Linked DNA regions of Sus scrofa: all the other regions are linked to region 1. A link is a contact called in public Hi-C and HiChIP or PLAC-seq data. All regions are on one chromosome and are shown on one strand. The core of a region is the stretch at or near the end of the contact, and the rest is flanking DNA. Distances in the headings are between cores, read along the strand shown. Region 1 holds the start of ACLY (ATP citrate lyase). Region 2 holds the start of GHDC (GH3 domain containing). Region 3 holds the start of RAB5C (RAB5C, member RAS oncogene family). Region 4 holds the start of EIF1 (eukaryotic translation initiation factor 1). Region 5 holds the start of HAP1 (huntingtin-associated protein 1).

Region 1 (5,094 bases), core at 935-3,434:
AAAAATGATGTACAAAGTTTGCTACAGTTTCTATTTTACATGGATGCCTATTTCTGGATGTAGGTATCTTTCTTTTTTGTTGTTGTTTCTTGTTTTTGTTTTTTTAGGGCCATTACCTCAGCATATAGAAGTTGCCAGGCTAGGGGTCAAATCAGTGCTGTAGCTGCTGGCCTACACCACAGCCATAGCCACAACCAAAGCCACAGCAACATGGGATCAAGCCGAGTCTGCAGCCTACACCACAGCTCATGGCAATGCTGGATCCCTGACCCATTGAGTGAGGCCAGGGATCGAACCCGTATCCTCATGGATACTAGTATGATTTGTTTCTGCTGCGCCACAACAGGGACTCCGAAGTGTATCTATCCATCCTTCCTTCCTTCCCTCCCTCCTTCCCTTTAGGGCCACACCTGTGGCACGTGGAGGTTCCCAGGCTAGGGGTCTGATTGGAGGTGCAGCTGCCGGCCTACGCCACAGCCACAGCAACACCAGATCTGAGCCACGTCTGCGACCTACACCACAGCTCATGGCAATGCCAGATCTTAACCCACTGAGCAAAGCCAGGGATTGAACCAGCAACCTCATGGTTCCTAGTCAGATTTGTTTCCACTGTGCCATGACGGGAACTCCCCAAGTGTATCTTTCTAACCAGAGGGATAATGCTTACGCCGTTTATTCCCCCTGATTGCAGTTGCCCCCACTAGCCCCTGAGATCCTGAATTGCTGTCCCTCGAGGCACAGAAAGGGAAGATATAGAGTGCTTCATAGGGGTTGTTTTCCTTAGGTGTGAAGATGTGATCCTTCTCCAAGACTGATGCTATTTGGGGAGATTCTTGGCAGGGATGGCACTCAATCCATGTAGGAGTGGAAGACTACGACCAAAAGGAGAGAGGAGCTGAGGAACTGCTATTTCAAAAAGATGCCTCTCAGGGACGGGACCAGAAAGTGACATCATCAGGGATCACTTCCTTCAGGCATGGGCAGCAAATTTAGCTGCCCCACTCCTGGCTATGACTGGAATGGGGGGGAGAAGGGTCTGGCCAAGTTTTTGTGCACAAGAATATCACACCATTATTGCAGTGTATGACCCCAGTGGTTGGCAGGCTCCCGGGGCTGCTGATTCTCTGTTCACTGGGCTGACCTTTTCACCTGAGCTGCTTAGCGCATGATTCTCCTCCCGGGAGCTAGACCGCTATTAGGGTCAGGGAGCAGCTCGGGAGACCTACAGGATTGGGGTGGACAGAGGAGAGCTTCAGAATGTCACAGCAGGAAATACATGTCTTGGTTTCTAGGTCTGTATGATTTCAAAAATTCTGCGCCACAAGTTCGTCAGCACCTATCAGATCGGGTGTCCCAGTTTTCGACGTGGAAAATATAGACTATGCACAGGTAATAGAGAAGGGGGAGGCAGCCATTCATTCATTCCAGGGTCTAAGGGTGGGACTGTAGGGGAGGGGCGAGGCGCTGATGACCAGCAGAGACGACCCCAGCCCCGTGCTAGACTCTCCCATTGAATACTCAGTTCTGCTCGGAGATGAGCAGGTGAGGGACACAAAACGGTGTGACAGGCGCCTTCCTAGCCCCACCTGCTCACGCAATCCCCCGCTCTATCCCATATTAGTAAATCTAATCTATTAGCCTCGTCCCACCAGCTCAACCCCGAGGGTCCACGTGCGTAAGCAGTCTGCCCTGGCTGCTTAAAAGGGGGACCTGAGCAACTGGGTTGGGTGTGGTGGCTTTCTGGCTGCCTGCGTGGAAGACGTCAGTTTCTCCCACGTGGAGACGGGAAGGAGACTCCAGGGCCCCAAAAAGCTGCGCTACAGCCTGCACCGCCAACACCGCAGCCCGCCACATCTCAGCGGCTGTCCGCCCAACGCCTAGAGTATCAGCGGCGGTCGGCCCAACCCTAGAAGATCAGACCACTGCCCCCAATCTCGTACGTTCTCCTCCCAGCATAGCCCAGCCCATCTCCCCACCCTAGGCCCCGCCCCCGACACCTCCCAAGCTGGGCAGGCTCTGGGCGGCCCCTTTCGAGTCTGGGACGCACCATCAGGACTGCAAGTCCCAGCAGCTCCTGGACCCCGGACCCGAGGGCGGGGCTATGCCGGGCAGCGAATTGGGAGGAAGCCTGGAGCTCAGGCTAGAGACCACGTGTGGCCAATCGCCGGGCGGCTCGCACGGTGTGCCGATGGGGGCGGGGAGAACCCGCCCAAGCCGGAACAAAAGCCGGATCCGGGTGGCTGCGGGAGGCTGGAGCGCTCCGGAAGGTAGGCGGCGAGTTGGGCCCTGTGCACCCAGCACCGCGCACGGCCTTTCGTAGAGAGGTGAGTGGCGGGCGGCCGCTTTCACGCGATGGCCCCCAACTGGCCCAGAAGCTTCCTGCCTCCCTCCCCCAACCCGGAACCTACTCCCCCGACGCCGGTTTGGGGCTCACGCGCCCTCCCTGCACCTGCTTGGAAGTTCTGGGTGTCTTAGTTTTAGGATCGCCTTCGCCTGGTTAGCGACCGGTGGCCAGATGTTGGCCCGTCGACCACCCCACTCCCCCACATTCCAGTTCCTGGGAGTTTGGACAGTGCTTGCCGCCGTCGTTGCCTGTCTTCCCTCCGCCGAATCGCATTTGTCCCTAACTGGCGCCTCTCACTGCCACCCCGGGGCCAGTTCTGAGCCTCCTCGGGTTTTATCCCGCCACCTCTTTCCCCGACCAGGGTCCCCCTACCGGTTACCGGGGACGGGAAGTACAGAGCGCGGTGGCCAGTCGCCCCATTCTGACCCCTCACAAGCCGGGGTCAGGCCCTTCCTCTTACTTCTATGGAGAGTCGACTGAGCACCGCGAGGGAATGGAGAGAGAGCGCGAGCTCGGGCGCGTAGCCGCCGCGGGCCACGCGGGTTTGGGCCGCCTCAGGCCTCGCCGCGAGGACCTAGCCTCGGATCGGCGGCCCAGGAAAGACCCGCCTCGCTCTGGAGGTGCCGTCGGGCCCAGACGCTAAGCGACAGATGGCCGGAGTGCCCGTCTTTCTCCCCAGCCTTGGCGTTGATGCCAGGCTTGACGGAGGCAAGGTCCTCCAGGGGCTGAAGGATGCTGCCGCCGCCCTCCTGTCGGGCTTGGCAGAGGGCCAACCCCAGCGCCTGCTGCCCTCTCCAACCTTGGCAGAAACCGTGAAGTACCAAGGAGTTTTGCCATTAGGTGATCCTTGGTAGTCTGCCTAGGAAGGGGATTTTCGGGAGGGTTGGGAGGGGAGCAGCACAGAGCGCAGTTTGGTCAGCCAGCCCGTTCCTCTCTCCTCCCTGTAACTTTGTCTTTCAGCCAGCTCAGATCATTGGGTTTCTGAAATTCTGAAATGTTGGGTGAGGGACAGCTGGTAGACCCAGCTGCCCCGAGGGGTATTTTCACTTCACGAGCTTCTTAAACAGCTTGGGGGGGTGGCGATGGGAATAGCCTGGGGCACTGAGGCGGATGGCTGGTGTCTCTGCCCTCTTTCTCTGCTCTCCTTGCTGCAGTAGGGACCCTCAGAGTTCTGCCCCTCCCCTTAACTCTAGGGATTGCCTGTCCCCCTTTCAAAAAGCCCTAATCCTACAGATACTAACCTTAGAAGAAGTGCTCTTTGTCCTTCCCACAGAGACCCTAAGTAGCATCCCCGTGGTTCCTCTTCTCTGGCTGTGTCCCAGGGGTACAATCCTGGGGAACAGGCTCCTTTCATTCAGCCTTCCCTGTGGGCTGCTTCTGCCCTCAGTGGCTGCTGTCTATGAACTCAATTCTGGGTCTCTTCCGTGTCTGCAGAAAAGACCCCATTCAGCTCAGAAGGTCTCGCCTTTGGATTGAGAAAGAGAGAGAGTATGTGTGTGCTGATTCCTTGACGTGATTTCCCTCAAATCTACCTGTTACTAGTTAATAGTTCCTGGGCTCCCAAAGTGGAGCCCTGGGGTCTTGGCTCTGCCCAGAAACCATCTCTGACTAGTTTGACAACCCATTCAGTTACTCACTTCCTGAGGAGGCAGCCCAAACCTTTGCAAGACTTTGCAGAGGTGGCTTGTGGAGAGTGGTATTTCCAGCCCAGATTAGTATACACTTTAAGACCCACTGTCACTCGAGCAAATGTTCTTTGTTGCTAGTGGTCTCTAAGCCATCAGATCATTGTCACAGGTCACCACCTGGAAATGATATGCACACGGTCAGGCATGTGCACAGTTTTCTGAGCTTTTTCTCTGGTGCTTCAGAGTCTGAGACCTCAGATGGCTTAAGAGCCACTGCCCTAGAGAGACCTCCCTGAGTGATTAAACTTGTGATTTATCACCACCCCTCCACTCCCTGGCTTTGTGTACCTTCCTCTTACCCTGTCCTGATGAGCACGCAGAGGCCAGATTCTTTCCCTGCTTTTTAGTCTCTTCTATAAACTCTCTGTTGGCCTTGAGAGGGCCTGCCCCATTGGAGCCAAAGTGCTCTAGTGGCAAATCTGTGTTTTGGTAAACTGGCAAAGTTTTTCTATCCTGCATCCTTCCCTGGTTGTCTTCTCTCCCATCCCCCGTCCCGAGGACCAGATGGAGATGAGATCTTGGATCCGAGATTTGATCTAGGGCTCCAGAAAATTGTGATTTTTTTCTCCCCCCCCCCAAGTGCACAAGGTCACTAGTCTCATTCATGTCCTTTCCAAAGCTGGGTCTTTGGGGAGATGCCAGATTTGGGGGAGGTGTCTGTGGTTCTAAGAGTGTCTCTGCTGGAGAGGCTTTGATCACAAATTCCAGGAGGAAGGAATTTGTGATCAGCGCGTGGCTGATGTGTCTGAACTGCTGAGGGTGGTCAAGGGCTGCCCCCTTCTCTTTCTCTGCCTGGGCTGCCCTGGGCTGCACTCTCTTGGGAGGAGGGTAGGGGCATGTGTACCCATCTGATTTCAGGACCAGTTTTTCTGGTCTGAGTTAAGAAGGTTGGGAAATGGAGCTGGAGTGGGTGGGGGTGGAGGACTGTGGGGCAGTGGGGCTGGCTGAGGCATCTCCTTTGGAAACTCTTGTTGAGAAGGAGCCGGAAGCCATCCCAAGGGAAAGCCAGAAAGGGGAACCTCTCCGTTGAGCCCCTTCCCAGCTACCAGACTTCAGGCCAGC
Region 2 (5,094 bases), core at 1,739-4,238, 220 kb before region 1:
AGCGGCCCTAGAAAAGACAAAAAAACAAAACAAAACAAAAAAACAACTCAGAAAATGGCAACTATTGTAGGGGATGTGAAAAAAAAATGGAAGCCTTGTGCATCACAGGTAGGCATGTAAAATAGTGTAGCTGCTGTGAAAACAGTATGGTGGTTCCTCAAAAAATCAAATATAGAATTACCATATAATCCAGCACTTCCCCTTCTGGGAATATACTCAGAGGAACTGAAAGCAGGGGCTCAAACATTTGTACACCTGTGCTCATAGCAGCACTATTTGCAACAGCCAAAATGTGAAAACACAAATGCCCGTCAATGAATGAATGGACAAACAAAAAAATACACACAGCAGAACATTATTCAGCCTTTAAAAGGAAGGGAGGGAGTTCCTGTCATGGCTCAGTGGAAACGAACCTGACCAGCATCCATGGGGACACAGGTTCGACCCCTGGCCTTGCTCAGTGGGTTAAGGATCCGGTATTGCCGTGAGCTGTGGTGTAGGCCGACAGCTGCAGCTCCCATTTGACCCCTAGTCTGGGAACCTCCACATGTCACAGGTGTGACCCTAAAAAGACCAAAAAAAAAAAAAAAAAAAAAAGGAAGGGAATTTTGACACATGCTACAATATGGATGAATCGTGAAGACATTGTGTTAAGGGAAATAGAAAGTATTGTATGATTCCCCTTATATTAGGCACCTACAATCATTAAATTCATAAAGACAGAAAATAGGATAGTGGATACCAGAGGCTGGGGGAAGCAGGAATGGGGAATTATTGTTTCATGAGCATAGTTTCAGTTTGGGAAGATGAAAAAGGGTTGGTGCTAGACAATGGTGATGTCTGTACAACAGTGTGAATGTACTTAATGCCACCGAAGTGGATGCATAAATATGGTTAAAATGGTAACTCATGTATGGAGTTATCCTTGTAACTGACCAGTATCCATCCCTGGCCTGTCAGTGGGTTAAGGATCCGGCATTGCCGTGAGTTGTGGCGTAGGTTGCAGATGTGGCTCAGATGTGGCGGCTATGGCTCTGATTCTACCCCTTAGCTTGGGTACCTCCATATGCTATGGATGTGGCCCTAAAAAGGCAAAAAAAAAAAAAAAAAAAAAAACCTCTGTGTTCTCTGATTCCATTTACATGAAATGTCCAGAATAGGCAAATCTATAAAAAGAGACTATAGATTTGAGGCTGCTTAGCACCAGGGGTGGAGAGGGATTGGGTTTGTTAGCTCAAAGGCCTGGGGTCATTTTGGGGGTGATGAAAATGTTACAAAATTGATGGTATTGAACATACCTATGAATACGCTAGAAACCATTGAATTGTACACTTTTTTTTTTTTTTTTTTTTTTTTTTTTTTTTTTTTGCTGCCCTGCGGCATATGGTATTCCCGGGCCAGGGATCAGATCCCAACCACGGTTGTGCAGCTGCGGCAAAGACAAATTCTTAACCTGATGTGCCAGGTCGGGCTTCAAACCTGCATCCCAGCGCTGCAGAGATGCCGCCAATCCTGTTGCACCACAGCGGGAACTCCTGAACTAGACCCTTTAAATGGGTGATTCGTATATGTAAATGTGTAAATTATATCTAATAAGGCTGTTATTTTTTTTAAAATCAAGTGCAAGGCCTAAATAAGAACTAAAAAGGAGTGAAAGCAAGGTGGGGTAGCCAGATAGAGCAGACCTGTGCAAAGGAGCTCAGCTGTGAAAATAAGAGAGTTTGCAAGACAGAGGGCTTTTAGCGTCTGAGAGCCTGGGTCAAGGGCACAGGAGGAGAGAGGACTTAACCGTGGGACTGCCTCCTGCCATAACGATAGGAGAAGTTTGTGTTTATTGTGATAAAACCAATAAGCTAACCCAGGTGGTGGCCCCAATTACCAGGTAAAGTTAGTTATTTTGAGAACACCTGTTAGCAGGTGGCGTCTGCCCGGCTCTGGCTTTAAAGGGGAGCGAGGTTTTTTTGGTCTTTGCAGTTTCAGCTGATTGCCTGCGACGCATCTCACTCCAATTTAATGCTTATTCAATAACGAAAGCATTTTCTTTCTCTACCACCTTTTTGGAGAGCAATTCTGGATTGGAGAAAATTCTGGGTTTTGTTTGTTTGTTAGTTTGTTCATTTGTTTTGGCTGCCCCACAGCATGTGGAATTCCTGGCCCAGGGATCAGATCCAAGCCACAGTTGTCGCATACACCCAATCTTTAACCCACTGTGTTGGGCCAGCGATCAAACTTGTGTCCCATTGTGCTACAGTAGGAATTCCAAAAATTCTGTTTCTTAACAGTTCTCAAATCTAATGAATAGTGAGACTTTTGTCAATGAAGCTTATGATGAACAGGAATTGTTAACCTCTTTACAAACTGACTAATCTGATTTAAAAAAAAAAAAAAAAGGAGCTGAGATACCTCAATAAAAGTCTGTTTATTAAAAAAAAAATTTGGAAAGTTCCCGTCATGGTTCAGCAGAAGTGAATCTGACTAGCATCCATGAGGACACAGATTCAAGCCCTGCCCTCGCTCAGTGGGTTAAGGATCCGGTGTTGCTGTGAGCTGTGGTGTAGGTTGCAGATGCGGCTTGGATCTGGCATTGCTGTGGCTATGGCTGTGGCCAGCAGCTGTAGCTCCAATTCGACCCCTAGCCTGGGAACCTCCATGTGCCACGAGTGCGGCCCTAAAAAGACCAAAAAAAAAAAAAAAAAAAAATGAAGCAAATTTGAACCTACTTCAGGATAGGGTGCACCCCACTCCCCACTCAAGCTGATTGGAGGCAGTCTTTTCACACTCAGCTTCCTCTTCCTTCACATGCTACTCTGGCCCTAACCTCCCTCCACCTGCCAGCTTGGGCCAGCTCCCAGCCCGGCAGTCCTTAGGTGACCTGCCCCTTTAAGAGCTCCCCCCCTTCCCAGCACCTCCCTCAGGCCCAGCAGCCGGATTTCCCGGTCCAGGCCCAGCCCTTTAAAGTCGTGGCCCCAGCTTTCTGGCCCGCTGTGCACTGAGGCTGTACGGAGCACTGCGGGGACCCTGGGTGCCTGGCGGAGGCACATTTGGGCTGTGACAGGTGCATGTGGGACATGGAATCACTGCTCGGGGCTCAGGGGGAGACACGATGCTGGGAGAGGGTAGGTCCTGGACAAAGCAGAGCCACTCGGGAATGGACCAGGCGTGTCATCGGTTAGGCAACCGCTGTGTGCCAGGCACCGTGCCATGCCTTCCCTGCACCTTCTGAAGGGTGTTATTACTCCCATCTTACAGACAGGGGAAGGGGACGGAGCTCAGAGCGGCGAGCTGAGATCCCCAGGGCCAGCCAGCTAACCAGGGGCAGAGCCAGGATCCCGATTCAGGTCAGTGTGGCCCCAGAGCCCTGATGTTCTCTCCTCTGCGTCTCACCTGCCTGACAGGGGTCCTGGCTTCTCGAACCTCCATTTTAACTGATTCCCCCCAGGGGGAGGGGCGGGGGAGGAAACGGATGGTCCCCGCCTCCTCCTCACAATCCCTCGATGCGGAGGCCTTCCTCCTCCTAGGGAGCGGCTTAGAGATGCTGCTGCTGCTGCTGTTCCTGCTGTTGCTGCTACTGCCTCCACTGGTGATGCTCTGGTGGTGGCACTCCCAGGATGCCAGGCTGTCCTGGCTTGTCTGCCTCCAGCACCGTGTAGCATGGAGGGTCCTGTGCTGGGCAGCTGCCTGGCAGCAGAAGAGGCTGGAGCAGAGCACGCTGCACGCAGGCCAGAGTCAGCAGCAGGCCCTGAGATGGTGTCTGCAGCGGGCCCAGGGTCCCTGCTGTCCCCTCAGGGGGAGCACAGGTGTGTTTCCCAAGGCGTGGGGAGGTGGCCCAAAGAGAAAGAAACCCCATAGGACAGTCAGATTCCAAAACCTGAAAACCTCCCTCCCCGCTTCTTCTGCCAACACAGAGGGGCCTGACCCAGAGATCTGACCCAGGCTAAGGAATGGTCAAGAGAATTTTCCCATCCTGGGTCCTGGTAGCCCCTCATCCCCCAGGCCTATTCCGGGTTCCTTCCTCAAGGATGTCACCCGTCTTGGCCTGAAACTCTTGGGAACTCTGTGGCTTCATAAAGATTTTGTGATGTCTTTGGGGCTACAGATATAAGCACCTTCCGGAATCATCTTCCACTGACCAAGGCCAGCCAGGTCCAGGAGGAAGAGGGTAGGGGGCAGGTCTTGCCCCCTACCTCAAACCAGTACTGTGGGGAGGCCTCTCTGCAGGTAAACTGGGAAGGCTGGAGCCCGACCCCACCAGAGACCCCCCTAATTGCAGCCAAACCCTCCCATCAGGATGGGGGGGGGGACCCAAACCCAGAATTCCCACTTAACTCAGCGCGTTAAGAACCTGACCAGTATCCATGAGGATTCAGGTTCAATCCCTGGCCTAGCTCAGTGGGTTAAGGATCCAGCGTTGCCATGAACAGATGCAGTTTGGATCGGGCATTGCTGTGGCTGTGGAATAGGCCAGGGCTCTAGCTTCCATTTGACCCCTAGCCTGAGAATCTCCATATGCCGTGGGTGTGGCCCTAAAAAGAAAAGGGAAAAAAAAAAAATCCACCGAAGTGGGGGCTCAGGGTCTGGTTCAGGTCCAAGGCCAATGCTGTCTCTTGTCTCTCTCCAGGCCACCTTGCTGGGTCTGGTAGCGCTAAACAAGGCCTATCCAGAAGTGCTGGCTCCGGGAGGCACAGCCCGTGTGACCCCTTCCTCCCCTTGGCCCTACCCCCTCCCCTGGCCTTGGCATGCCCTGGGCCAGGTGGGCCCTACCAGAGCCAAGGACCCTGGGGCTTTGCTGCTGGAGGCACTGAGGTCCCCAGGGCTGCGGGCCCTGGAAGCCGGGACAGCGGTCGAGCTACTAGACGTCTTCGTGGGCCTGGAGGCCAATGGCGAAGAGCTGGCTGAGGCGATAGCTGCTGGGAACCCAGGAGCGCCTCTCCCTGGACGGGCAGCTGAGCTGCGGGAGGCCCTGGAGCAGGGACCCCGAGGGCTGGCCCTTCGGCTCTGGCCCAAACTGCAGGTGGTGGTGACTCTGGATGCAGGAGGCCAGGCCGAGGCCGTCACTGCCCTGGGGGCCTTGTGGTGCCAAGGGTTGGCCTTCTT
Region 3 (5,094 bases), core at 1,109-3,608, 180 kb before region 1:
TTGGGTGCCCACTGTCCTCTTTGCATGAGATCTGCACTTTGACTTCTTTGCGGTCCCCACATTTCTTTTCTTTTCTTTTTTAGTTTTTCTTTGTTTGAAAAGTCCTCACATTTTTTGATCATCTCCTTATACCCAGTTAACTTCCCTATTTTTTTTTTTTTTTTTTTTTTTTTGGTCACACCTATGGTATGTGGAAGTTCATGCTAGGTATTGAACCTGCACCACAGCAGTGACCCAAGCCCCCTCAGTGACAACAGCCGTGCCACAAGGGAACTCCCACCCTCATTTGAACCCCTTTTTTTTTTGGCTTGACCTAACACAAATTTATTATCTTGCAGTTTTGCAGATCAGAAGCCTGAAATGGGCCTTTTTCTTTTTTTAAGTATAAAAAGAAGGATAGTTGATTTACAATGTCACGATAATTTGTGCATCATTTGAACTCTCTCTGTGATCTCTGTGGGTATCTGAGTTTGCAATCCCTGTCTTAGGGTATGCTCCCAGACTCCTTTGCCCCCATGTTTTCTGGGCCCAGTATTGTCTATTTCTCCCTCCAGGCTTGGGTCTATCAACATCTCTTTCTGTCTCTCTGCAGGCCGTCACTAAAAGTGGTCTCTTCTGCTGCCAGGAACTTGACGCAGTCCTAGCAGCACTCCTCCCCCCACCCCACCCCAGACCTCAGCCACGCCTGTTCTCCCCCTTCCACCTCAGGGCCCTGACTTCTCAACAACTCCCCTTGGTCTCCAGCTCTCCTTTACCACTCAACACCCTGGGCTCACTTTTGGATAGAAATAAACTCTTTATTTTTGTAGCGTTGGCTCCGGCTGTTTCTGGGGGTTGGTCTGAGCGCCCCAGGGCTTTGGAGGAGCCTACACGGTAGGTAGTCACTCCCCCACCATACCCCAGGGCCCTGTTGCTGTCTCTAGGAGGGCAAAGGTGCCAACCAATCCACTTGGCACCACATTCACGCCACCAGGGGCCCCAGGGATGAGGCAGAAACCGTAATGAGTCACTATGGGCCCGTCATACCCACCCTCCCCCTCACCTGGTCACAGCCACAGACTCAGACACGATATGTGGGAGGGACAGAGCCCTGACTCAAGTCCACCTCCAGCCCTGCCAAGGTGACCCACAGGACTCCCCACTAATTCTGCATTAACCAATCCTGTGCCTGTTGCAGGCTAGGAACAGCAGGGTCTGGAAGAAGTGCTGTCACCAGCCAGAACCTACTAAGAATCCCACTCTGCCCCATCCCCTTTGCTCTCTTAAGCTCTCTCTTCTTTCTTAGCTTTCACTTCTCTGACAATCACTGAAGGGGTTGGTGGTATGGACGTTGTTAGAGGCACCCTGGTGACCAAATGGAACCAGGTGTGGGCAAGTTGTCCTGGACAGGTTGCAAGGTCCATTCTCCAGCTCAGGCTCCAGGGTATGTTTGGTGTTGGCTGGTGTCATAGGAACAATGCCCACAGCTGCCTCCGGGTGAGCTAGTATTCCATTCAGGTGCTGAGTAGTATCTCTGGGGGTGAGATGCAGAAGCAGAGGAGCTGTGTTGGGGGGGTTGGGGGTGAGCAGAAGTGGTCCTAATCCATACTGAGGGGAGCAGGGAAAAAAAAAAAAAAAAGCCCTGATCCATGTGAAGGGCAAAGCGGGGGCAAACAGAAGTGGGTCCAGTTCACTGGATGGGAAGTGTCTGGCTCTGTGCTTGGAGTTAAGAGACAAGAGCTGGAACTGGTTGAGGGTGGGGAGAGACAGGGGCAGAGTCGGTTCCGGTTGAGCCAAAGGCAGAGGGTCCTAGTTTACTGCTGGGCAGTGGCAGGGGCTCTCCCTTTGATCTTACCCAGTAGTCTCCAGAAAGCCCTTACTATAGCGTTTCCATAATCTTCCCCATATCAAAATGTCCCCACCCGTGGGGCTCCCAGAACTGACTTGGCCCAAAAGCGCAGACACGGGCTCCTCCAGTCTAGCGAGTGCTCAGGACTGGTCCACGCGGCCTTACGTGCATATTCATTCACATCATGTTTTTCCTTTCCCAATTCTGCACACACAGCCTCCTACCCTCTTGCAACGCTCCGCCACCCGCCTCCCCTCGGGGTGCCTGGAACCCGCGATGACGCGATCGGCAGGCCTGCCCTTAAAAAGTTCCCGGCCGGGCTCCGCCTAGCCGACATCGGGCTCCACCCTAAGCCTGTCTCAGGCGGCTCCTCCTGGAGCTACGCACTACAATTCCCGCCGTCCCTTGCGTGCGCTCTCCCACCTCTCCCGCGCTCCCCGCCAGCCCCGCCTGTGAATCGGCCAAGAGTGCCTCCCATTGGCTTCGCCGCCCTGTCAGTCACCTGGGTATTGAGGGGCGGGTCGGAGGTGGAGATCCGGATCCGGAGCGGCTGAAAGGCGGAAGTGGAGGCCGGAGCCTGGGACACCGCCGGGGGGAGAGGAGCGGAGCCTGTCCGAGCCCCGGCCTCAAGTAACGCCACCGCCCCGGAGCCACCGTGAGTGTGCCTGTCCCGGGACCCAGTGTCTCGCTCGCGTTGAAACCTCTCCGGGGCAGCCCCTCCTCCCGCCCGGCCCCGGCTTGGGGGGATACTGACCCCTCCCCCGACCCGTAGCCCCCTCTTAAGGGGCTCCCCAGGCGTCGAGCCAGAGCGGGGGCCGGGGGGGCTCTTCTTTCCTTCCCTTACTTGCCCTTCGTAACCCTTGGGAAACCCCTGTGGCTCTCCTCTGGCCTGTCCAGCCCGGTGGTGGGAGGGAGAGACCCTAAGTTTCGCTCCCTCTCCTCCTAGAATTGGAGGAATCTTTGTCAGGTGTGAAGGAGCCTGTCCGACTTCTCTTTTAGAGGTAGCCAGAAGTGTTGTCTGTCGCTGTTTTCCTTTACCCCGTCCCACAAAAACTGTTGTCCCTCCAGCCCTAGAGGAATTTTATCTTGATATCCTGAGGCTGGGGCGGGGTGTGGGGGGGGTGGTCCTGGGTGAGACCGCTCCCACAACTCCTTACTTCCTCTCTTTCCTCAAGCTAGACAGCCACCCAGGATCCTAGCAGAGTTTAAAGTCAGGGTCACTCTTTAGGAATGCCTTGTCTTCTCCTCGGCTTGCTCCCCTCTGCCCCAGCCCCGTCCTCTAGTTATGGTGTTCTCTGGTTGTGTCGTTCCCTGAGTGTATCGCTTTTCCTGCCTCTGAACAATTTAGCTGAGGTTTGCTCAATCCTAGCTACAGATCACACAGATCAGAGTGGATCTGCCCATTCATTATCATCTCTCTCCCCTTCTCCTCCCCCCTTGCTGGAGTCTCAACCGGGTCCTCCCAGAGCACGCGAGTGGTTCCAAGCTACCTCAGAGGGACTGCTCGTCCTGGGACTGGTGTCCGTTGGTCTTTAGAGAGGAGGAAAAAGACCAAAAATAAGGAGTCTGGAATTGAGGAGTGCTAGGCTCTTTCCCACTGCTAAACACACACTCACCTCCCTGATCAACAGGTCATGCCACTTCTAGTCCTAGGGTCTATTTCCATTCCTTTCTGGACTTGATCAACTCAGTTGTAGATTGCAGAGGATTAGGTGGAGATCACAGTGGCACCTCTGGGTTCTTCATGTGCTAATTTTTAGTGTAACCCAAGGAATTCCCACACCCGAAAGTGCTGATTCTCCCCAGCTTTTCCTAGAGACAGCTGGTTCTGACATCTGATCCTTGTCCATTGCTTGAAACTTAGGTGTGTGAAATGGCTGCTGTCTCAGACCAGGCTGGGAGGTTCTTTGTTATGTGGCCAAAGTACAGGCCTGAGACTGTACCTTAATGAGAGCAGCCTGACTCTGAGGCCATGACTGACCCTTGCTATCTACAGTGGAGGAAGGGAGGGAAGGCCACACAGTCTTTGGGAATTTCGGTACCTCTTCAGTATTCTGGGCCACCTTTACTGCCCTGAGATGGCAAGGTCTGAGGTGGTTTTGCCTTGAGATCTTTCGGACCACTTCTGGACAGTCATCACCAGTGTCTTCTACAGACTTTTGAGCTAAGCCTGGGATGCACTTACTTTGTATGGAATAACCAAAAAACCTGCCTTGTTAGGGTCCACAGTCGGATCACAAGCTCTCTGTCTGTGTGGACTTCTTTAGAGGGTTGGTAGAGACTTCTGCGGTCAGCCTGGTTTCTCTAATCTGGTCAGCCTGTGCCTCAAGGGGCAGGGCCTGAGAGGCCAGCTGTTCACCGGCCATTGGTCTCGACTAGACATACCTCCTCGGCAGTAGGCTGTGTTTCTGGATCTCTCTGGGAGACCCAGGGTGAGGCTGGCCAGCCTTTGGAGGCGACTGCTTTGTCTGGATGTGGGCTCCCAGCTCTGATTCTGAAGTAGGCTTTTGAAGGAAAAGCTCTCCCTTGCAGAGAGACAGAAAGACACCAGTGCCCTGGGTGGTTAGGCAGCCACTTTAGGCACCCAGAGAGTATAGAGGCCAAGCAGAGATCTGATACTGCTTGGCAGCGAGGGGCAGGGCACTGTGTGGGGGACAGAAGCCCCTCCCCTCCCATGCCCTTCCTCTCTTTTGCCTCTTAGAACCGGTGGGCCTTTTTCTGCCTTTAGGCTATAGAAAGGTGGTAACAGCTAATTTTTATGTCATTTTAAAGTTGCCAAGTTCTTTTCACACATGTTCCTTACAAGAGTCCGGGGAAATAGTGGGAGTTGTCTCCACTTTAGAGATGATGCTGAAGGCATTGACGTAGCTTGATTTAAATCACACGGTTAGAAAAGGGTAGAGCCGGGGCTTGGCATTTGGAATTAGATGTGCCTCATCTTCCCTTATAGCAGGCCCTCCTTTGGTCTGTTTGTGGAACGAATGCAGGTGAGCAAGCAGCAGCCCAGGTGCAGACCCTTTAGCGTTCCTCGTCATTGGTGCCCCTCTGGTTCGGTTTTCTTCCCCACCCCAGCCCCATCCTCCTTCCTCCACTGCCTCTGGGGCCACAGCAGTTAGGAGGCGCAGGTCAGTACTCTTCAGGGCCTAAGCGTTTGCTAACATTTGCGTGACATTAATTTCTTGGGAACCTGAAAGTTGTGATGGCTAGAAAATGAAATAAAAGTGAGTGGACTCAGGGGTCCCTCTGGGCAGGGGGAAGGGGCAGAC
Region 4 (5,094 bases), core at 1,063-3,562, 180 kb after region 1:
AAAAGACCTTGGTGGCAAGCCAGGTGTCCTATCACCTCTGCTCTAAGCTCTGCCCACCTGGTCACGCTGGAGACTCCAGGGGATCTTTCCCTGATGGCCACAGGCTCCCTCTAGCAGTACAGTTGCCTTACCCCATCCTCCACTCAGCTTCACCGAGGGCTGTTCAGGTGGTGACATTCTCTTAGGGCAGGAAACTCTGGAGAGGGATCGCTGAGGAGCTTCTGGCCAGACATAGCCATCTGTGATCTTGGGGCTCTGGACTTGGCTGAAACATCACCTTATTGCTTTGTTTCAGGCGGGACACTGCCAGGTGCCTACTGCTTGACCTCTGTTTAAATGAGGGACTTCAAGACTAGACAGCATGGCTCTTTTCAGTTTATTGCATGAAGGAGTTACACTAGTCCAAGTTAAAAGCAGACCCCAAATGGTTACATTATACAAGCTGTGAGGTTTTTAAACTTGTGACAAGGGACAGAAGGGAAATTCTACTCATTGCAAGGAAATCCTCACTTAAGCTTCAGTGAGCCAAAAGCACTTAAAACCCATGAACCTTCAGCTGGTCGTCCTTAGCCAGTCCAATCTGCAAAGAAAAAAGGGCAATTTTAAAGATGGGATACAGTTAAAGGCCTCCATTTCTGAGGACAACAATCCTGTCTTCCTGCTTCTATACCACGCAAGAGCAGTCCCAGAGCTATACTTTCAACTCAGGTAACCAATGATTTAATAGGACTTGAGTACTTATGAGCAGTCAACTAGACAGCCTGCTTTAGTAGCTGTAATTTTAAATTGCACCCTCCAAGTAGCTCCATGCAAACAGTAAACCGAAGGCAGACAGATGTGTTTTCCTAAACACACCGTCTCTGAATTTCAAAACTCAACTGCTGTTTGGCTTAGCCTTACGAAACAAATTTCTACATCCCCAGCAGAAAGTTACCAGGCAGGACCTGAGATTAGTTAGCCAGGGCAGAGGCACAAAACGTACTAACAGGAAGTGACTGAACTCACCTCTACAAGGAACTGGCATATGTTCTTGCGCTGGTCACCCTGTAGCTGAATTACTTCTCCATATTCTGGATGCTCAATTACAGTGCCATTGCAGGCAAATTTCTGCAAGGACAACACAGCCAAAACACATTAGGCCAAGCAACAGCTTGAAGGCACGAATACCCTTTCCAGGAAGTAACAATACAGCACCCCCCGTAGGCATATTAAATACCATTTTCGCAACTTCTCTTTTAAAAGCCTACCTTCTTAAACGCCTTCACTAGTTTCTTTTTATCGTAATCATCAGCGATCCCTTGGACAGTAGTAAGGGTCTTCCTGCCGTTTCTCTGTTGAATTCTTATATGGATATAATCCTCAGTGCCAGCAGGAAGCAGATCATCACCCTTACTTGCATCAGCAAAGGGGTCTGGGCAGAAAGGTCAAGCTCGTTAAGAGAGTTGTGCTGGGAGGCCACTGCCACCCTCCCACGGGATGTCTTGCCCGGTGCAGAACTTGATACTGAAATCGTCACGGCTTAGTCAGATCAGATAAGTCCTTTGTTGGCTCTTCCCGAACAGGTCAATCCGGGACGGCTGCCTTTCCCAGCCCGAGAAAGCCTGGGCCTCTTGCCCCAGGCCCGCCCTTGGGAGCCGATCACGTGTCAGTGAAGCCTAGGCTGGCCGGCAGCGCCCCACCCGGCTGATGCAACCGGCCGGAACCCGAGCTCCGAGGCGGGGCCACACTTCCCGCCCCATTGGAGCCCACGTTTGTCACTTAGGGCTGGCGCCGCCTCTCCCTCCCCGCTCAGTGACAACGGCGGTGACGTAACGGACGTGACGCAGACGTGGAGGGAGGGGCAGGTGTGGCCAGAGGTGGCCCGGGAGCCATTAGTAAATGCGCCACCCGAGACGGCGGGCCCGCCCAAGGGCTGACCTCCCACCCGCTCCTTCCGGTCGCGCGCAGAAACCAACCCAGGCGCCCAGGCCTAGTCGTCCGCGAGCCCGGACATCTTCCCTCCGCCTAAGTTCACAAAAGCCCGGAACCCTTAGCCGCTTTTCGGGCCCTGCCTGCGGGCCCGGAGCGCCCCGCTGCCCTACCCGGGCCTTCCTCCCCCTGGGACCTTTCCAGGACTTACCGAAAGAGTGGAGGTTCTGGATAGCGGACATACGATACGATTCCTTTTCCTCGGTGGAAACGGCCTGCGGAAGGCGGCGGCGGCGGCGGGAGAAGGCGGGCAGGGGGGACGGAGCGTCGGGAAGCGAGGGGGCTCAAGGGGGAGGTTGCTGAGTCCTCGGCGGCGGCTCAGTGACTGGGGCGGAGGGGCGGTGCCTGTATTCACTTATATAGCCGCCCCTATGACGCCAGCGCGCTGCCCTCACGTCTCGGCCCCACCCACGGCGCCGCGCCCTCTACGCCCGGGCGCCACCGTTTCCGATTGGTCCTGGGGCGGGGACGCGGGACCGCGTTTGCGCAGAAACTGTGTGGGAGAGTTGGGAGGGGGAGGGAAAAGTTGGTCGGTCTAGGCGCCTGCGCAACTCTCGAGGACGTTGTCGAGGCTGCGCAGAAAACTGGCAAGCGATTTCGAGCGCGCCTGCGCAGTGTTCCCCGCGTTCCACTTTCTTGACACTGTTGCAGGAAAATGCCTTTACTTGGAGTGTTTCGCACTCCTTAGAGGGACTTTACGTGCTGATCCTACTAAACACGACAGATTCTCACTATCTCATATTCACCCAACTACCCACTTACTTCCTACTTTGCAGATTCACTCCTTTACAGAGAGGGCGACACTTTTATTTAATCAACGTACAATAGTTTAACCCAAACTTTAACCTCATCATTTAGATGAATCCAATCTAAAAATGGATAATCTACTTTAAAAATTATATTACTTTAGATAATTTAAGGAAAGAATACCTAGGTCATCAGTACGAGTTCAAGGGAGAGTAATGCTGTTTGTGGAGCCAAGAATTCATGCATCAGAAGGGGGTCATTTTTTTTTTTTTTTATACAAATTGTGTGGGGTAGAGCCTTCCCAGAGACTAGTTGAACTATTTCCTTTAAAACATCAACCTTTCTTGCACTTTGAGTTTATGAATTGAAATGCTCTTAGTTGCAGGGTACATGGTTTTTAGGCTCCAGAGGCCTGGCAGGTAAGATAAAGGAGTGCAGACACCCTAGTGTGATGTAATGGGGTGGGGGTGGGGGCAGAGGCTGCAGCGGCCACAAACCTCCAGTGCATTGTGCTAGGTCTTCTTTTTCAAGAGAACCTGGAAATCCAGATGTATGTAAAATCTCTTAATTTTTAAAATATTGCCAGTAAATTGAATTTTTGGAAAAACACTGGGGAAACTAAACAAAAAACTGTGTCAGCCCGAAGGACTGCCGGTTTATGTCCTTTTGGAATCTGGTGAGAGGGAGAGAGAGACAATAAAATGACAAGATCATAATAGGTGCCAAGAAAGAATAAGGTGACGTGAGAGTGACAGAGGCTTCAGAAGCCCTCAGACTAGGTGACATCCCAGCTGATGCTTAGAGGGTGGGAAAAAGCCCACTCTGGGACAAGATGAGACAATCCCAAGGGAGGAAACGCTGGGTATACTTGAGAGTTCTTTTGATTCTGTATTTACTATGTAATCTTTGGATTAATAATTTGGCTTCCTTGGAGTTCCCGTCGTGGCGCAGTGGTTAACGAATCCGACTAGGAACCATGAGGTTGCGGGTTCGGTCCCTGCCCTCGCTCAGTGGGTTAACGATCCGGCGTTGCCGTGAGCTGTGGTGTAGGTTGCAGACGCGGCTTGGATCCCGCGTTGCTGTGGCTCTGGCGTAGGCCGGTGGCTACAGCTCCGATTCAACCCCTAGCCTGGGAACCTCCATATGCCGCGGGAGCGGCCCAAGAAATAGCAACAACAACAACAACAAAAGACAAAAAGACAAAAAAAAAAAAAATAATTTGGCTTCCTTGATATCAGGATGTGGGGACCCATGGCTACAAGTCAGGAACATATCCTGGTCTCACATCCATCTCATTCTGAGAAGCTGAGGACACAGTATTCCTCCATCTGGGAACCGCTGCCCTCACAGACATGACCTTGCTTGAAAGGGGTTTGGGGAAAAGAGTGAATGAGTCAGAGCTGGCCTTCCCAGCATTCACACATATTTTGTTACACAAAATTTTTTTTTTTTTTTGGCTGCACCCTTGGCATGCGGAAGTTCCTGGGCCAGGATCGAACCTGCACCACAATAGCGACCCAAACAACCAAAATGACAATGCTGGATCCTTAGCCTGCTGAGCTCCAAGGGAACTATTGTATGAAATTTTAAAATAGCAATGTGGTCCAGCCTATCTTTTCCTTTTAGGAAGAGATCATTTCTTTGTCATGTTGAAATCTTTTCTCAGCTTCTAGTTTATAAAGATACTCTGTTTTTTATTTATTTATTTTTTTGGAAAGTTTTAAAGCTTTGCCTTTTAACATTTAGGTTTTTAAACTACCTGGAACTTTTGTGTGCGTGCATGTGGTGTGAGACAGGGATCTGATTTTTTTCTTATGAGGATAGCCAATTGTCCCAGCACCGTTTATTGACTAATACCTGATTTGTCCTGCTTGCTCTACCATAATCGTATTTACATTTATGCAGGGTGGTTTTTTGTTTTTTTGTTTTTGTTTTTTGGTCGTGTTAGGGCTGCACCCACGGCAAATGGAAGTTCCTAGGCCAGGGATCGAATCGGAGCCGTGGCCACAGGCCTCCACCACAGCCATAGCAACGCAGGATCCAAGCTGCATCTGCAACCTACACCACAGCTCACAGTAATGCCAGATCCTTAACCCACTGAATGAGGCCAGGGATCAAACCTGCGTCCTCCTGGATGCTAGTCAGATTCGTTTCCACTGAGTCATTCAGGAATCCGAGGTTTTGTTTTTTTTTTTAATTTTCCTCTGTGCCCACATGGAAATTCTTGGGCCATGGATCGAATCTGAGCCACAGCTTCGACTATGTCATGGCTTGGGCAACGCCAGATCCTTAACCCACTGTGCTGGGCTGGGGGTCGAACCCTTGCCTCCTCACTGATCTGAGACTCTGCATAGACAGCGCTGGGTCCCTAACCTGCTG
Region 5 (5,094 bases), core at 1,000-3,499, 140 kb after region 1:
GTCCCACGGGGTGTTTTCCAGGTTCAGGCCAGAGGAGGTGGCCTGAGCTGGGTGGGTGTGTGCTGGTGTTGCCCAAGGCTGGGCATCACCATGTCTGTGCCCCAAGTTGATGGCTGTGGTGTGGGGTGTGCCTGGCAGGTCGTGTGCCCCCTATGGTCCTCTCTCTGGTCCAGCAGGGGTCAGAGGGTGTGTACTGGGAGGGAGGGCAGAGAGCTAGGGTCTCTGCTGATCTCTTGGGTGAGAGCAGCAGCAGGAGGACCGAAGGGGAACCACAGACCCAGGCCTGGGTCAGGGACCCCGAACTGGGTCTCTTTCACAGCCCTGGGCAGTGGCAGAAACCCATCAGCCAGGCCACAATGCTTACTGTAGAGACACGGGGGTCTGAGCCCTGGTTTCTCCATCTGTAAAATGGAGACACCATCCCTCCACAGCCTCTTTTGCAGGGTTAGTGACCCTGCAATAGGGAGCCTGGTCGGGGGTGGCGAGGTGAGGTGGTGATCCATGGTCTGGCACTGCCCTCTAGTGGCTGTAGTAAGAGTTGCTGGGCACCAGTGCCTGGACCTAGAGGGTTCTGTCACCTGGCGAGCCTGCAGTCCCCTTCAGCTCTGTCTTCTCCATCCCATTTCCTTCTTCACTGCAAACTTCCCAGGGGCCTTGAGGCTGTTTTCTCAAAGGCAGGGATAATTCAATTCGGCAAATATCTATGCAGCAAAAATTGAACGGTCCCCTACTGATGTCCTGTCCTGTGCTAGGTGTTGGAGCTGCAGAGGTGAGGTGTCTCAGTAAGTTTGTCCAGGACGCTGGTGGCTGATGGGGGAGCCACTCGACAGGGCTTCAAGGCTAAAGCCTCATTATGTCTGGGCCATGCTGATGCCCTGTCACCTCCTGATGTTCTCCAACCTCACTATCCACAGGAAGCCTTGGGGTTGGGTTTTGTCTCCTTAAGACTTTTTGCTGGAGTTCCCATCGTGGCTCAGTGGGTTAAGGACACAATGTAGTCTCGGTGAGGATGTGGGTTCAATCCTTGGCCTCGCTCAGTGGGTTAAGGATCCAGTGTTGCTGCAAGCTTGGACATAGATTGCAGATGTGCCTCGGATCCAGTATTGCCATGGCTGTGGTTTAGCCCCAGCTGCAGCTCTGATTCCATCTCTCACATGGGAACTTCTATTGGCTGCAGGTGCACCCATAAAAAGAAAAAAAAAAAAGAATTTTCGCTGACAGAGAAAGACAAATACCATATGATATCACTTATATGTTGAATCTAAAATATGACACAAATGGACTTATTTACAAAACAGAAACAGACTCACAGACACAGAAAACAAACATCATTAACAAAGGGGAAAGTGTGGGGAAGATATAAATTAACAGATGCAAACTGCTAGATATAAAGTAGATAAACAGGAGTTCCCGTCGTGGCGAGGAACTGTGAGGTTGCGGGTTCAGTCCCTGGCCTTGCTCAGTGGGTTAAGGATCCAGCGTTGCCGTGAGCTGTGGTGTAGGTTGCAGACGCGGCTCGGATCCCGCGTTGCTGTGGCTCTGGCGTAGGCCGGTGGCTACAGCTCCGATTGGATCCCTAGCCTGGGAACCTCCATATGCCTTGGGAGCAGCCCAAGAAATGGCAAAAAGACAAAAAATAAAATAAAATAAAATAAAATAAAATAAAATAGATAAACCGCAAGGTCCTTCTGTATAGTACAGGAACCTATATCCAATACTTTGTATTAACCTATAAAAAAAAGAATATGAAAAATAATATATATGGGCAACTGGATCAGTTTTCTGTACACCAGAATTGAATACAATATTGTAAATCAACTATACTTCAACGAAAACTATTTTGCTGACAAATAAACCATAGAAAACATGCATGCTTTATGTAGTCTTAATGTTCACAGCAGTGTTATTTACATTAGCCAAGATATGGAAGCAAAGTGCCCATCAACAGATGAATGGATAAAGAAGATGTAAAAAATACATATATGGAGATCCCATCGTGGCTCAGTGGTTAACGAATCCGACTAGGAACCATGAGGTTGTGGGTTCGATCCCTGGCCTCGCTCAGTGGGTTAAGGATCCAGTGTTGCCGTGAGCTGTGGTGTAGGTTGCAGACATGGCTCAGATCTGGCGTTGCTGCGGAAAAAGACAAGGGTGACCTGGAATGGAGTATGAATGGGAGAGATGGGCTAGAGATGGATTTCTGGGGGTGGGGATGGCATGGGGGAATGGGAGAATCACAACAATCTAGAAGAGAGAATGAGACCTCCACAGCAGAAGGGCTGACAAGGAGGCAGACATTTAGAAATATTTAGGAGGTAAATCAAGCAGGATTTGGAGATTGACAGTATTCAAGAGGAGGAAAACTGGGACCCCAAGAATGATGCCAAGGCTTTAAAAGAATCAGTGCAGCAGCCATCTCTTTTTGGTTTTGTGGGTTCCTCTGGTCCAAAGGCACAGAAATGGCCCCTGGACCCCTCTGCTGCCCTACAGTTCATTCAGGACCTACTTACGGCGACCCTCATAGGTACCAGGACCTGTGCTGTGCTCTGAGGGACCTGCTTCCCGTGCTGAAGGGGAGTAGCTCTGATCGTGGAGGCAGACACGGTCTGACCACAGTTGCCATCGCGTAAAGGATGCTCTGGCGTGAAGGAGGGCGGGATCCGAGGAGTCTTTACGCGGAGACACCTAAGCGGGGTCTTCCGGAAGAACAGGAGTTTGCCCGCGTGGAAGGAGTCGGGCAGAGCGAATGAAAGCAGAGGTGAAGCATGAGGAAAGGCCATAAGACGAACCAAGAAATAAGAAAGAGGGCTGCCGAGCGAGCGGCTGGAGCGCTGGGGGTATGAAGTCCAGGATCCGTGTGTGACGCGCCAGTCTGGGCAGCGCGTGGAGACCGTCCTGGCGTTTGGATTTATCTCCCAGCCAACGAGGAAAGACACGATACAGCCCCAACTCACAGGTCAGATCCAGGGAAGGTAGCCGAAAAGCCTCGGGCTAGAGCGGAGGGAGGGGGTACCCCCACTTAGGGACCTCAGAGTCCCTGGACCCAAATCCCGGGGAAGCGGCCGCTTTGGGCAAAACCATTCTTAAGAGGTGGAGAGGGGAGAATAGCCTGCCTTGGGAGCCCAAGCCCGTGGAACCAGCTGAAACGTTTACTCGCTTCTTCTCTTCGCCTTTCTCTTACTTTTGCGCTCTCTTTCCGCCCCCATTGGCTCTCTCCCCCGAGCCTCCCCTCGTCTCGGGCACCACCAGTTGCTCCTAGGCCACCCCCCCACGCGTGGTACCGCCCGGCGGGCGCACAGCTAGGCACAGGTTATAAAGGCCGGGCTGCGACAGGCAGCCGACTGCGGACACAAGATGCGCCCGAAAGAGTTGGGGCAGGGATGCGCCGGGCACGGGCCGGGACCCGGGGATCCCGGAGCAGTCACCCCTGCTCCTCCGTCCGCAGCCAATCCCGCTCCACAGCCTTCCACCGAGCCTGAACCCGTCCCTGCGCAGGCACCCGAGGCTGGACAGGGAGCAGGATACGGATCCAGTTGCGTCTCAGGACCCCCGGAAGGCGCTCGCCGGGCCTCCGAGTCTGGATCCAAGGCAGGAGCCCAGCGCACGTCTGCATTCTCCGTCGACCAGGGGAATGCACAGTCCGTGCTCGACAACTCGGACGTGCCGTGGACTCGCTTTATATTCCGAGGACCTTTTGGTTCCCAAGCCAGTGGCTTGGGGACTGGAAAGGCGGCGGGCATCTGGAAGACGCCAGCTGCCTGCATCAGCCGGCGGCCTGAGGTGTCTGGCCCCGAGCGCACCGCCTTTATTCGAGAGTTAGAGGAAGGTAAACTAGGGTCCCCGGGTCCTCAGAGCGGGTGGGACAGCAGCAGGGAGGAGGGGGGCCTCTTCCGGTCCAGGCGCCCCATCCCCTCTGGTGCTCAGTCCCACCTCTCCAGCCACCCTGGAGATGTCACATTCTGCGGTGCCTCTCCGGTCGCCTCTTCCTCTTCTCCTCTCCCCTTCTCTCGTTCCCTGATTTCCTGTCTGTGGGTTGGGTCCCGGGACTCGAACGCTCCCCTCCCACCTCTTCGCGCCTGTTGCTGTGGTAGTTCTGCGCACTCTCAGTGGCCCCCTTCCCGGGCTACCGCAGTGCCAGGAGAGGGGCGGGGGGCTGCGGGAGGGCGCTGCCCGGTGCGCCCTGAGCCTGCGCTTGTCTGCCGCGCCAGCGAACGGGAGGTGGGTGGGCAGAGGGGGTATTTGCCAACCTCTTGGCTGCCGGGGTCAAGATCGCGCTTCCACCTCGACCAATCGTAGGGGTCGAGAGGTGGGCGGAGCCTCAGACAGATGCTGCCTCTCCTCTGCCCTCCCACCCTCTCTTGGGTCGCTGGAGATCTCTGGGTTGGGTCTAGAGGCTCAGGTGTCCCCCACTCCAGTGCTGGAGAAGTCTCCTCCTCACTACACGCAACAAGTGCGGATGGGTGACTGTGCCAGTTTTTGATGACCCATGAGGCTCCAGTGAGCTGGCTAGGGCTGCCTTCTGGGTTAGGGGTGATGAGTCAGTAGGCGCTGTACTTCCGCTAGCTGCCTCCATTCTCCTAGGTTCCAGGGACTGTAGAACTGTAATCTCCCTACCTCATCCAGCCTCTTCCACGAGAAAAAAAAAAAAAAAAAAAAAAGGCCCTGGAAGCAGGGAAGGGAGTATTGAGTACTGGGGGCGTGGAGAGGATATTGGGGGCAGAAAGGGGTCTTCTCCCTCATTGCTGATCTTTGCTGTTGAGGGCAGGAGACAGTACTGTGGGGTGGCGTATGCCCCCTGTTTTCTGACCCGTTTCTCTTGCAGCACTGTGTCCCGACCAGCCCCTGCCAGTCAAGAAGATCACCCAAGAAGATGTCAAAGTGATGATGAATTTGCTAGAGGAGGTGTGTGCTCCCTTCTCAACCCGGGACCAGGGCAGAGCCTTACCCAGGCTCCTGTTTTAATCCCATCTTGGCGGGTAGGGAGGAGTCTGTCTGCTTCCATACCTCCCTGAGGGCCAAGCTGGGGGTCCCACTTAGGCAAGACAGGGAGATGTGAGATGTCCAGGCTGGAAGAGCGCTTGGGACCATCTTTTC

Evidence for each region. A called contact is a pair of places that touch in the nucleus more often than the background predicts. HiChIP or PLAC-seq counts read pairs in DNA pulled down with a chosen protein or histone mark.
Region 2: a contact with region 1 is called in an H3K27ac HiChIP or PLAC-seq map of alveolar macrophages. The contact joins the promoter of GHDC here to the promoter of ACLY in region 1. A contact is called at or near these places in 1 of 5 promoter capture datasets (fetal skeletal muscle) and 1 of 2 datasets of contacts at active chromatin or transcription factors (alveolar macrophages).
Region 3: a contact with region 1 is called in a Hi-C map of liver, with 4 times the contacts expected there. The contact joins the promoter of RAB5C here to the promoter of ACLY in region 1. A contact is called at or near these places in 3 of 47 Hi-C or Micro-C datasets (heart right ventricle, liver and skeletal muscle) and 1 of 2 datasets of contacts at active chromatin or transcription factors (alveolar macrophages).
Region 4: a contact with region 1 is called in a Hi-C map of liver, with 4 times the contacts expected there. The contact joins the promoter of EIF1 here to the promoter of ACLY in region 1. A contact is called at or near these places in 1 of 47 Hi-C or Micro-C datasets (liver) and 1 of 2 datasets of contacts at active chromatin or transcription factors (alveolar macrophages).
Region 5: an H3K27ac HiChIP or PLAC-seq map of alveolar macrophages shows a contact between it and region 1. The contact joins the promoter of HAP1 here to the promoter of ACLY in region 1.

What each region holds. Positions count from the first base shown.
Region 1 is chr12:20,794,531-20,799,624 of Sscrofa11.1, forward strand. It overlaps ACLY (ATP citrate lyase), which reads left to right and starts at 2,185. Exons shown (of 31, transcript NM_001105302.1): 1 at 2,185-2,324.
Region 2 is chr12:20,578,040-20,583,133 of Sscrofa11.1, forward strand. GHDC (GH3 domain containing) reads left to right here and starts at 2,989. Exons shown (of 10, transcript NM_001246239.1): 1 at 2,989-3,116; 2 at 3,250-3,338; 3 at 3,519-3,797; 4 at 4,097-4,218; 5 at 4,619-5,094. The coding sequence starts at 3,533.
Region 3 is chr12:20,611,633-20,616,726 of Sscrofa11.1, forward strand. It overlaps RAB5C (RAB5C, member RAS oncogene family), which reads left to right and starts at 2,359. Exons shown (of 6, transcript NM_001244254.1): 1 at 2,359-2,483.
Region 4 is chr12:20,974,763-20,979,856 of Sscrofa11.1, forward strand. It overlaps EIF1 (eukaryotic translation initiation factor 1), which reads right to left and starts at 2,313. Exons shown (of 4, transcript XM_003482982.4): 1 at 2,120-2,313; 2 at 1,248-1,411; 3 at 1,006-1,107; 4 at 1-580. The coding sequence starts at 2,150. The coding sequence ends at 536.
Region 5 is chr12:20,936,214-20,941,307 of Sscrofa11.1, forward strand. HAP1 (huntingtin-associated protein 1) reads left to right here and starts at 2,250. Exons shown (of 11, transcript XM_021066999.1): 1 at 2,250-3,826; 2 at 4,823-4,902. The coding sequence starts at 3,355.